Linked DNA regions of Sus scrofa: region 1 is linked to region 2. The links are chromatin contacts, called in public HiChIP or PLAC-seq maps. All regions are on one chromosome and are shown on one strand. Each heading gives the region's core, a stretch centred on a gene start, on an enhancer-like site or on the middle of the called end of the contact. The rest is flanking DNA. Distances are from core to core; before and after follow the strand shown.

What was found. HiChIP or PLAC-seq counts read pairs in DNA pulled down with a chosen protein or histone mark.
Region 1: a contact with region 2 is called in an H3K27ac HiChIP or PLAC-seq map of alveolar macrophages. The contact joins the promoter of CNOT10 here to the promoter of CMTM6 in region 2. A contact is called at or near these places in 2 of 5 promoter capture datasets (fetal liver and liver), 26 of 47 Hi-C or Micro-C datasets (adipose tissue, alveolar macrophages, blood and 14 more) and 2 of 2 datasets of contacts at active chromatin or transcription factors (alveolar macrophages and skeletal muscle).

Annotation. Positions count from the first base shown.
Region 1 is chr13:18,648,109-18,652,893 of Sscrofa11.1, reverse strand. It overlaps CNOT10 (CCR4-NOT transcription complex subunit 10), which reads right to left and starts at 3,169. Exons shown (of 17, transcript XM_021071550.1): 1 at 2,886-3,169. It overlaps LOC110256561 (a long non-coding RNA gene), which reads left to right and starts at 3,254. Exons shown (of 4, transcript XR_002338194.1): 1 at 3,254-3,341.
Region 2 is chr13:18,483,035-18,487,724 of Sscrofa11.1, reverse strand. It overlaps CMTM6 (CKLF-like MARVEL transmembrane domain-containing protein 6), which reads left to right and starts at 2,185. Exons shown (of 6, transcript XM_021071540.1): 1 at 2,185-2,412. The coding sequence starts at 2,275.

The DNA.
Region 1 (4,785 bases), core at 1,920-4,419, 160 kb before region 2:
TTCAGGTAAATCAGTTCTCCAGCAGGTGAGTCTTGACCAATTGGGAAGAGGAAATGGGAGAAAGCTGGACATTCAACCCTTTCACTCTGATGTGGTCTTTTTTTTTTTTTTTTCTTTTTTGCAGTGCACATGGTATGCAAAGTTCCTGGGCCAGGGATGGAACCTGAGCTTATAGCAGAGACAACACCAAATCCTTAACTGCTAGGCCACCAGGGAACTCCTCATCTAAAGGGTAGTTTCGCCTGGAAAACCTTATAGAAAACTCCGATATGCAAATGACCTGCTATGTCTCCTCACAGGTCACAGTGACAGTAGCCAGGACTGTAACGTATTGCATCTTCCTTTGCCCCCTCACCTTCCCTATCTTGAGCCTACACCTTCCAAATAAAAAATATGCACCTTAACCAGGTTTTGCTTTCCAGAGAATGTGGGCTACAACATACATCTTACCTCACCTCATCTGATTCTAACAAGTTACAAACTTGTGAGGGATATAAATTACAAAGATACTAGGAATAAGTAAGAATACTGAGGACCCCATTTCTTTCCTTTTCAGCCATGTTCATGGCATGACGAAATTCCCAGGCCAGGGACTGAACGAGCACCACAGAAGCCACCAGAGCCATAGAAATGACAAGTGGATCCTTAATCCACTGAGCCACCCAGGAACTCCATGGACCCCCATTTCACAAATGAAGAAACTGTGGCTCAACTGAGAACCTTTCCCAAGGAGCAAGGCTTTGCGCTCACCAAGCAGTCACAATTTTACTCACTAAACAATCCTCATACCTGCCTCTCCTCTCCATCTACCACTATCATAAAGTAAAAAGGAAACATCTCTTAAAGCCAGAACCGAAGTTGATCTCAACTAACCCTTTACCAACACTGTATGATAGATAATATCATTCTCCAGGCAGGAAAGCAGAGGCTTAAATAAAGTTCCTTTTTTGTTGTTGGGTTTTTTTTTTTTTTTTTGTCTTTTTTTTTTTTTTTTTTTTTTGCCTTTTCTAGGGCCGCTCCCGCAGCATATGGAGATTCCCAGGCTAGGGGTCTAATTGAAGCTGTAGCTGCCGGCCTACGCCAGGACCACAGCAATGAGGGATCCGAGCCATGTCTGCAACCTACACCACAGCTCACGGCAACACCGGATCGTTAACCCACTGAGCAAGGCCAAGGATCCAACTCGCAACCTCATGGTTCCTAGTCAGATTCTTTAACCACTGCGCCATGACGGGAACTCCTAAATAAAGTTTCTTAAAACTTGCCCATGGTCACACAAATACCATATGGTACAACTAGGCTGAACCTAGGCTTCCCGATTTCATTTTTATTATTTTTTTGCTTTTTAGGGCCAAACCCACAGCATGTGGAAGTTCCCAGGCTAGAGGCTGAATCAGAGCTACAGCTGCTGGCCTACGCCACAGCCACAGCAATGCTGGATCCTTATCCCACTGAGCGAGGCCGGGGATCAAACCCACATCCTCATGGTTCCTAGTCCGGTTCATTAGCCACTGAGCCACTAAGGGAACTCCTAGGCTGCCTCATTTCAAACTTCCTCCTCCTCCTACCTCTTCATCACTTATCACTTGGCTCAGTTAAAACATGAAGCAGCTCACAGGACACCACTGCTGACATCTCTCAATGGCTCCCCATAAGTTAGAGCGAAATTTCACCTTCTTCCATGGCCCACAAAGACTGACAGAAGCTGTCCCCCACCCCCTAACTCTGACTTTGCCTCTTGCCTCACCTCCTCTGCTCACTATGCTATAAAATACGCTGAGTGCTCTGATACGCCAGCAGTTGGTCCAGGTGCTGGAAACGGCACACAACCCCAACACAGACAAAAGTGCCTGTCCTCAAGGTGCTTATGCTCCCAGGTCTTCCTGCTGTACATTTTCCAAGGGGTCTGTACAGCTGCTGCTCCACCTATCTGCATCATTCTTGCTTCCTGTGGCTGGCTCTTTAGTCTTTGTTCAAATGTCACCTCTTAGAGAGCCTTTCCATATCTGATCCACTCTCAGTTATTGAGATCAAGACATACTAAAACACACACTACATTTGAGATTTCCTTTTTTCTTTTTTAAATTAATTTTAGTTTTAAAAATAATTTTACTGTGAAAAATCTTAAGTGTTGACTGCTTCTAAGTCCTGTCATTTAAATTCCAACAAAACCTGGATGGATGCCACAGAGAACATTATTTTCTTACAGGAAACATAGGCCAGACCATCCCAAAAGTAGGCAGGAAAGCATTTTATATTCTTCAAAGGAGAAGATTTTTAGGAAGGGGGTAGTAATCCATAAAGAAAATCGTCACGATAAATTAGTCTTGAGGAACTAGGGGAAAACAGGTTCCACACGCAAGATATTAAAAAGCAGAGTCTGAAGTGAGACACAATAAAGTTATTCCCATTTAAATAAATGGTTTTCATAAAGCTAATTATATACGACGTGGCCGACCAGAGGCAAGCTGATGTCGCCGTGACCAGCCAGGGAAGTCCTGGCCGGAGCCAGGGGAAATCAAGGTAGCTCTTTTTCCAGGGTGAACTTTCCTTGCTCTGCTTTCCCCAAAGGGAAGTCAGAAAATCTGTGAAGCGGCCACATAGGTTTAAGCTTTTTAAACCAGAGCTATTCCGGAGAGCGGGGCAAAGGAGGGCAGAAGTAGCTTCACGCCACACTTGGTAAGAAACTATCTGACATCGGGCCCAAAGACTCACATTAGCCCCTCAGAGGGAGAGGATGGGGAGAGAAATGGCACGCCCCAATTAGAGTCACCCTAGAGTCCCCAACCTCCAGTCCCCAACCGGAGCTCCTCCGCCGAAGCGCAGGGTCTGCCTGCTCCCGCGTGTCCCGTTTCGACCCTGATCGCTGGGCGCGGGCACCTCACCTGAGGGCTTGTCTGCAGCCATCTTCCCGCCTCGGCTCAGGTTCTTCCCCGCAGGTGGCGTGGCCTCCACTCCAGCTGCCCGGCCGACCGCTGTCCTGGACCTCGGAGGAAAAGTCTGCACCCACTCCCCGGGTTCCGGTCTGTGGAGTGGGCAGACGGCGGGCTGAGGAAGTGACGAAGGCTAGCTCGCGTAGTCTAGCAACAGCAGCAGCGTCTCCGCCAGGGCGGTGCCACCGCCTCCAGCCATGCCCGGCTTCCGCCTCGCCGAGTCCCCTGACACACTACTTCCGGGGGCCGCAGCCGGCGTGGGAACTGCGGCTGGTCCCGCCCCACGCTGGCGTCCCCGGCGCCCCGCCCCCCGCAGCGTGAGCGCGCGCTCCCGTCCGGAAGTACGCTCAACCGCACCTCTGGGAGAAAGCTGTGCGCTAGTGTTTGTGCTTGTCCTGGTTAGACTTCGTAAGTATCAGCCCTTTTGTCCCTCATTTTACGGAAAACCACATAACTGCACTTGACATCTAAGCTTAAGGCTAAGCTTAGCTAAGCTTAAGGCTTGCACTTGGCTTGTATACTCATTGATTTCTCACAGATCTCTGAGAAGGCACTGTTGCCCTTTCCCTTCCCCATTTAAAGTCAAAACAAAACATTTTGTTTTAGAAGTTTTAGATGTATATAAAATTGCAGAAATGATACATGGAGCTCTTGTGAGCGTTTTGAGTATTATTAAGTCACTACGACACATCTGTCACATCTAAGAAACCACCATTAGCATATTACTATTAATTTTTTTTTCAACTTCACCAGTTTTCTTTCTTTCTTTTTTTTTTTTTTTTTGGTCTTTTTGCCTTTTCTAGGGCCACTCCCTCGGCATATGGGGGTTCCCAGGCTAGGGGTCTAATGGCCTACAGCAGAGCCACAGCAATGTGGGATCCGAGCCGCGTCTGGAACTTACACCACAGCTCACAGCAACGCGGGATCGTTAACCACTGAGCAAGGCCAGGGATCGAACCCTCAACCTCATGGTTCCTAGTCGGATTCGTTAACCATTGAGCCACGACAGGGACTCCCATTCACCAGTTTTCAGTTACGGTCCCCTTTCTGTTCCAGGATCTTTTCCAGGATACCACATTAAATTTATTCATGTCTCCATAAGCTATTCTTTTTTTCCTTTTTACATCCACATCTGCAGCATATGGAAATCCCTGGGCTAGGGGTCTAAATGGAGCTGCAGCTGCAGGCTTACACCACAGCCAGGGCAGTGACAGATCTGAGCCACAAGGATCTGAGCCCCATCTGTGACCTACACCACAACTTGTGGCCAAGCCAGATCCTTAACCCACAGGGAAGGGCCTGGGAAGGAAGCTACATCCTCATGGACACTATGTCAGGTTCTTTACCTGCTGGGCCACTATGGGAATTCTTTCTCAGGCTATTCTTGGCTGTTATTGCTTCTCAGATTTTCCTTATTCTTTTTTTTTTTTGTGTGTGTGTGTTCTTCTAGGGCTGCACCTGTGACATATGCAGGTTCCCAGGCTATGGGTCTAATCAGAGCTGTAGCCACCACCCTATGCCAGAGCCACAGCAACTCAGGATCCAAGCCTCATCTGTGACCTACACAGCTCACGGCAACGCCGGATCCTTAACCCACTGATCGAGGCCAGGGATTGAACCCACAACCTCATGGTTCCTAATCAGATTTGTTAACCACTGAGCCAGGATGGGAATTCCAGATTTTCCTTGTTCTTGATGACGTTGACAGCTTTGAAGAGTACCAGTCAAGGTTTTTGAAGAATGGGTTAATTGTTTTTTTGTTTTTGTCCTCTTAAGGCCACAGTCATAGCATTATGGAGGTTCCCAGGCTAGGAGTCAAATTGAACTTGTAGCTGCTGGCCTACACCACAGC
Region 2 (4,690 bases), core at 936-3,435:
CTCAGTATTTTATTTTGAAACTATCCAAACACAGAAAAGTTGAAATAACTGTACAGTGGACACCCATATACTACTCCATTGACATGTTCCTGCAGTTGCTTTTTCACCAGACTCTCCTTTTACTCATATCTTTATTCATTAACCCATCTTTTTGGGAGGGGGCGATGAATTTCTAAGTAAATTTCAGATGCAGGTAGTGACTTATTTGGGATGATGGTGATTTGAAGAATAACAAAGCACTGAATTCTTAGAGCCCTGGTGAAAACACAGTGGCTTTATTGGACAGGATTTGTTGGCTGCTTTGCCTCAGCAAGAGGTTCAGAATGTTCAATTAAAGATAGAAGGATAGCTTTGGCTGACTGTAGAGTCCCTCCCCATCTTCCTGCAGGGTAGTATCTACTTGTCTCTATTTATTTGAATGGAACCTTTTGTTTTGTTACTAGGGGGAAAAAAAGGGAAGTTTGGGGCTGTGGAGAACAGAAGATAAATGTGGAAACAGAGGGCAGCAGTAACCCCTTCCCTCCTCCATGGGTCTTGAGGCCCTAATGGATAGCCGGTTTGAGGTTTGCTGGGCTAGCGGTTAGCAAGGCCATGAGTCAGACTGCCTAGGCCTACATTCCAGTTGCCCCTGGGTGTTTGACCTTGGATGTTATCCTTGGCCTCTTGGCCTTATTTCCAAACTGAATTTGAGTCTGCTTACCCACTGCATAGCAAAGCCAGCTGACTGACACCCAGTCATAGTGATGGAAAGTACAGCATTTATTGCATAGCCCAGCAAAGAGCATGAATGGCTAGTATTCAAAAGATCAGAACTTCTCGATGGTTTTCTGGGGAGGGCTCTAAAGGCAACATTTGGGGTGAGAGTTGAAGGGGGCGTGACTTACTTCTGATTGGTTGATGGTACTGTAACAACCTTCAGGTTTCAAAAATCTTCATCACCCACCTTCTGGTTCCAACCAGAAGTGTGGCGTCTATGTGCTTGTTGTCAGCATGTAGCTACTATTCTTCACCTGAGTGGGGGGACTTGGTTCCTGCAGAACAACTCAAAATCTGTGTCAGATGTTATGTGCATCCCCTGAGGAGGAGCTAGGACTCTATTCACTGAACTGTTGTTTCTTGCTTTTCTTTCTGCATTCCTCACTTCTCTAATTAGTAACCGCTTGACTCTGCTCTTTGGAGCTCAGGAAAGGCCTAGGAGACTAAAGCCTTTTTCTACAGGCAAGAAACAAGGGGACACAGATGGGCCTTTGTACCTGGAAGGGCTTGGTTTAAGCCTTAGTTTTCTCATCTGTAAAACTTATGACAGTACCTACATTACGTTGTTTTGGAGAAATATGTGTGCCTGGCATATGACTGGATCAACTTCAGTAGATAAAATATAATTACTTTTTTTTTTCAGGGCTGCACCCACGGCACATGGAGGTTCCCAGGCTAGGGCTTCAATAGCAGCTGTAGCTACTGGCCTACACCACAGCCACAGCAATGAGGGATCTGAGCCATGACTGTGACCAACACCATGACTCATAGCAACATAGCAACGCTGGATCCTTAACCCACTGAGCTAGGCCAGGGATCGAATCTGTATCCTCGTGGATACTAGTCAGGTTTTTTTCTGCTGAGCCACAACAAGAACTCCTAATTGATAAGTCTAAGTTCACCAAAATTAACATGTGATCGTAGCAGCTGGTGAACAAGAAAGAGACAAGTAAATTGAACAATTTTGACAAGTAAGCCTAAAACCTCAGAGAGAAGCAGGAGAGAGCTTCCTTAAAATACTTCCAGACAGCCCATAGCATTTAAAATGAAATCCAATTTTTCCCTTGCTGTGCAAGCCCCCTGCATTATCTGGTCTCTGACTACATCTTCAGCTTCACCTACTTCTCCCTTACTTAACCTAGCCACACTAGCCCTTTCAAACTGCGCCGAACTCGTTCAGTCCTCAGGAATTTTGCACCTGCGGTTCCCCTTCTTTGAGTCTCTCCAAGTCGTTATAAGTCTCGATGCGTAAGGCCTCGCGGCAGGGGGCGGGACTAGAGTGAGGCGGAGGCGGGGCCGAGCGGAGGCGGGGCCGAGCGGAGGCGGGGCCGAGCGGAGGCGGGGCCGAGCGGAGGCGGGGCCGAGCGGAGGCGGGGCCGAGCGGAGGCGGGGCCGAGCGGAGGCGGGACCGGGGCGGGGTCGGCCGGAAGCGGGCGGAGGCCCAGGAAGTGACGGCCTTCGCGGAGTCCGCCGAGACTGAGACGCCAGCAGCTCTCTTGCGTCCCTGGGCCCTGGGCGATGGAGAACGGAGCGGTCTACAGCCCCACCACAGAGGCGCACCCAGCCCCCTCCAGAGGCGCCCGGAGAGGCCTCTCCAGCTACTTCACCTTAAAGCGGCTCAAGGGGCCCTTGCGAATCCTCAAATTTATGCAGCTGGTGAGTCTGCGGGCTGGGCGGGAGAGAGGAGGTTGCGGAGCCGCCCTCAACCTGGCTGTTGGAAGGGGCAGTTTCCACACCCCCAGTGACTTCCCCCTCTGCCTGGGAAGGGGCTGTTTCCTTCCGGGCTCCCCCTTCCCACCGGCCCCCTCCTCTCCTGGTACGTCCGGGTTGAGTTCCCGGTGGCGACCTAGGACCCCTCAGTGTGTTTGGCGGGCGCAGGAAGTGCGTGGGGGAGACCCAGGTCGTCCACGCAGACTTTCAACTTCCATAGCGACTTTCATCGCTTCTCCCAGCTATTACTCTGGGAACATTATCTCCCGAAGTCCTCATATTTAGGAAATGAAATGCTTTTTTTTATCTTTCTCTGGTTTTTGCGGTTTTCCTGGTGCGCGCCGATGGGGGCAGTTTAATTTGTTGGACAGAGTCTTTGGATACTGCGCATGGTGTTGAGATGTGTGTGTCCTAAATTGTCTCCAAATAGTTATATATTGGCTGGAAAAGAATTGTTCCTGAATAAGCAATATGTGTGTACTAAATACAAAGTCAAAAGGACAACCTTTTTTTGGTGTGTTTGTACGCAGGTAGCAGTGCCAGGGCACGGTGTACTTCTTTTTCAGTTTCATTGAATTTCAGTTTATTTTAGGCTTTGGTTAAGGACCTTAAACCTATTAGTGAAAATATCAAAACATCTCTGAGGTTTAAATTTTAATTCAAGTCACACACACATCGTTGCTGTTTTAAGCAATGATGAATAACATTTTCTGCCAGAGGGAAAATCAGACTGTTTAGCATTTCTAGTTTATGGGTTGGTTTGGTTTGTTTAACCATCCCACGTGAAAATAGCCAGTTGGTTTCCTTCGGAAGAAATTAAGTTCTTAGAACTCAGATAACCAGAATTTATATTCTTAGAACTCATATGACCTACTTTTATTGTATAGAAGAATAGCAGTGGGAAAACTAATGCTACTTTTTAGCCACTTCTGGGAATAATTAGGAAATCACGTGGAGGCAAGTGACAGGCCTATGGAACTTAGGAGGGTCTGGCTCTACTTTTAGTTCCAAACTGGCAAGCTTTCTGTTCTTAGCAGGTTCAGTTTCCTTTCTGCCATTGTTCCTTTGCATGGATCCTTCTTTCTACCCAGAAGGGCTTCCTTCTGCCCTTCCTCTTGTCAGTTCTCACATGACTTTTAGATACAAGCTATATTTGTCTGCCTTAGAGCTAAAATGTTTCTAAATAGTAGAACTCTTTAGAACAGAAAAGAATAAATATTCATCTGAAGTACTCTTGGTGCTCAGAAGACATATCAATATTGGTCTCTTGTACATTAAATTTCTTTTAGGTTGCCATTATATTTCCTTTCTAATCAGAACTGGCAAATCTAAAGTAAAATTTCTCATTACCTTTGTTATTATAGTTTAATAAACCAAAGTTCCATATCTTTATAATAGAATACAACCAAAAGTGGGGTAGTGGACTTTTTTTTTTTTTTTTTTGGTCTTTTTGCCTTTTCTTGGGCTGCTCTCACAGCATATGGGGGTTCCCAGGCTAGGGGTCGAATCGGATAGCCGCCAGCTTACGCCACAGCCACAGCAACAGGGGATCTGAGCCGCATCTGCGGCCTACACCACAGCTCACGGCAAAGCTGCATCCTTAACCCACTGAGCAGGGCCAGGAATCGAACCCGCAGCCTAATGGTTCCTAGTCGGATTGGTTAACTACTGAGACACGACAGGAACTCCAAGGGTAGTAGACTTTTTACTTGAATGTGGAGAGGAGGGGAAAGATGAGTTTGCCTTGTAAAGTTGTTAGACTATTCCTGCTTGTTCTCCATCATCCATAAAGAGAAAGTGAAAGAGTAACATCTGATGTCTCTTCGTGAAATCCATTTATTTGTTTATGGGAACTTGTAATTTACAAAATCACTTTTCCTTAATGTAGATGTTTAAAATTTTCCATTATTGCCTTTCATTTCAATGATTGCCTTTTTGTTCCTGCTTTGTCTCTATGAACATCTTACCTCTTGATGACATCATAAGAGTTACCCAGAAAGTCCCAAGAAGTTATATATGGAGTAAGTGAAAAGTGTCATCTAGCCTGGGGCAACAGGCAAAATCTTCTTTGCCTTAACTCAGATTCTGCCTTTAGGTTGTTTTACTTTAGCTAACTTATTTTTTAATTAAATGTAATTGGAGAGCTCCAATTAGGAAGCTATAGTGGAGAAACCCATAATCAAAAGAGGAGGTACTTTAACAAGGGACCTGCAAGCCTTATGAT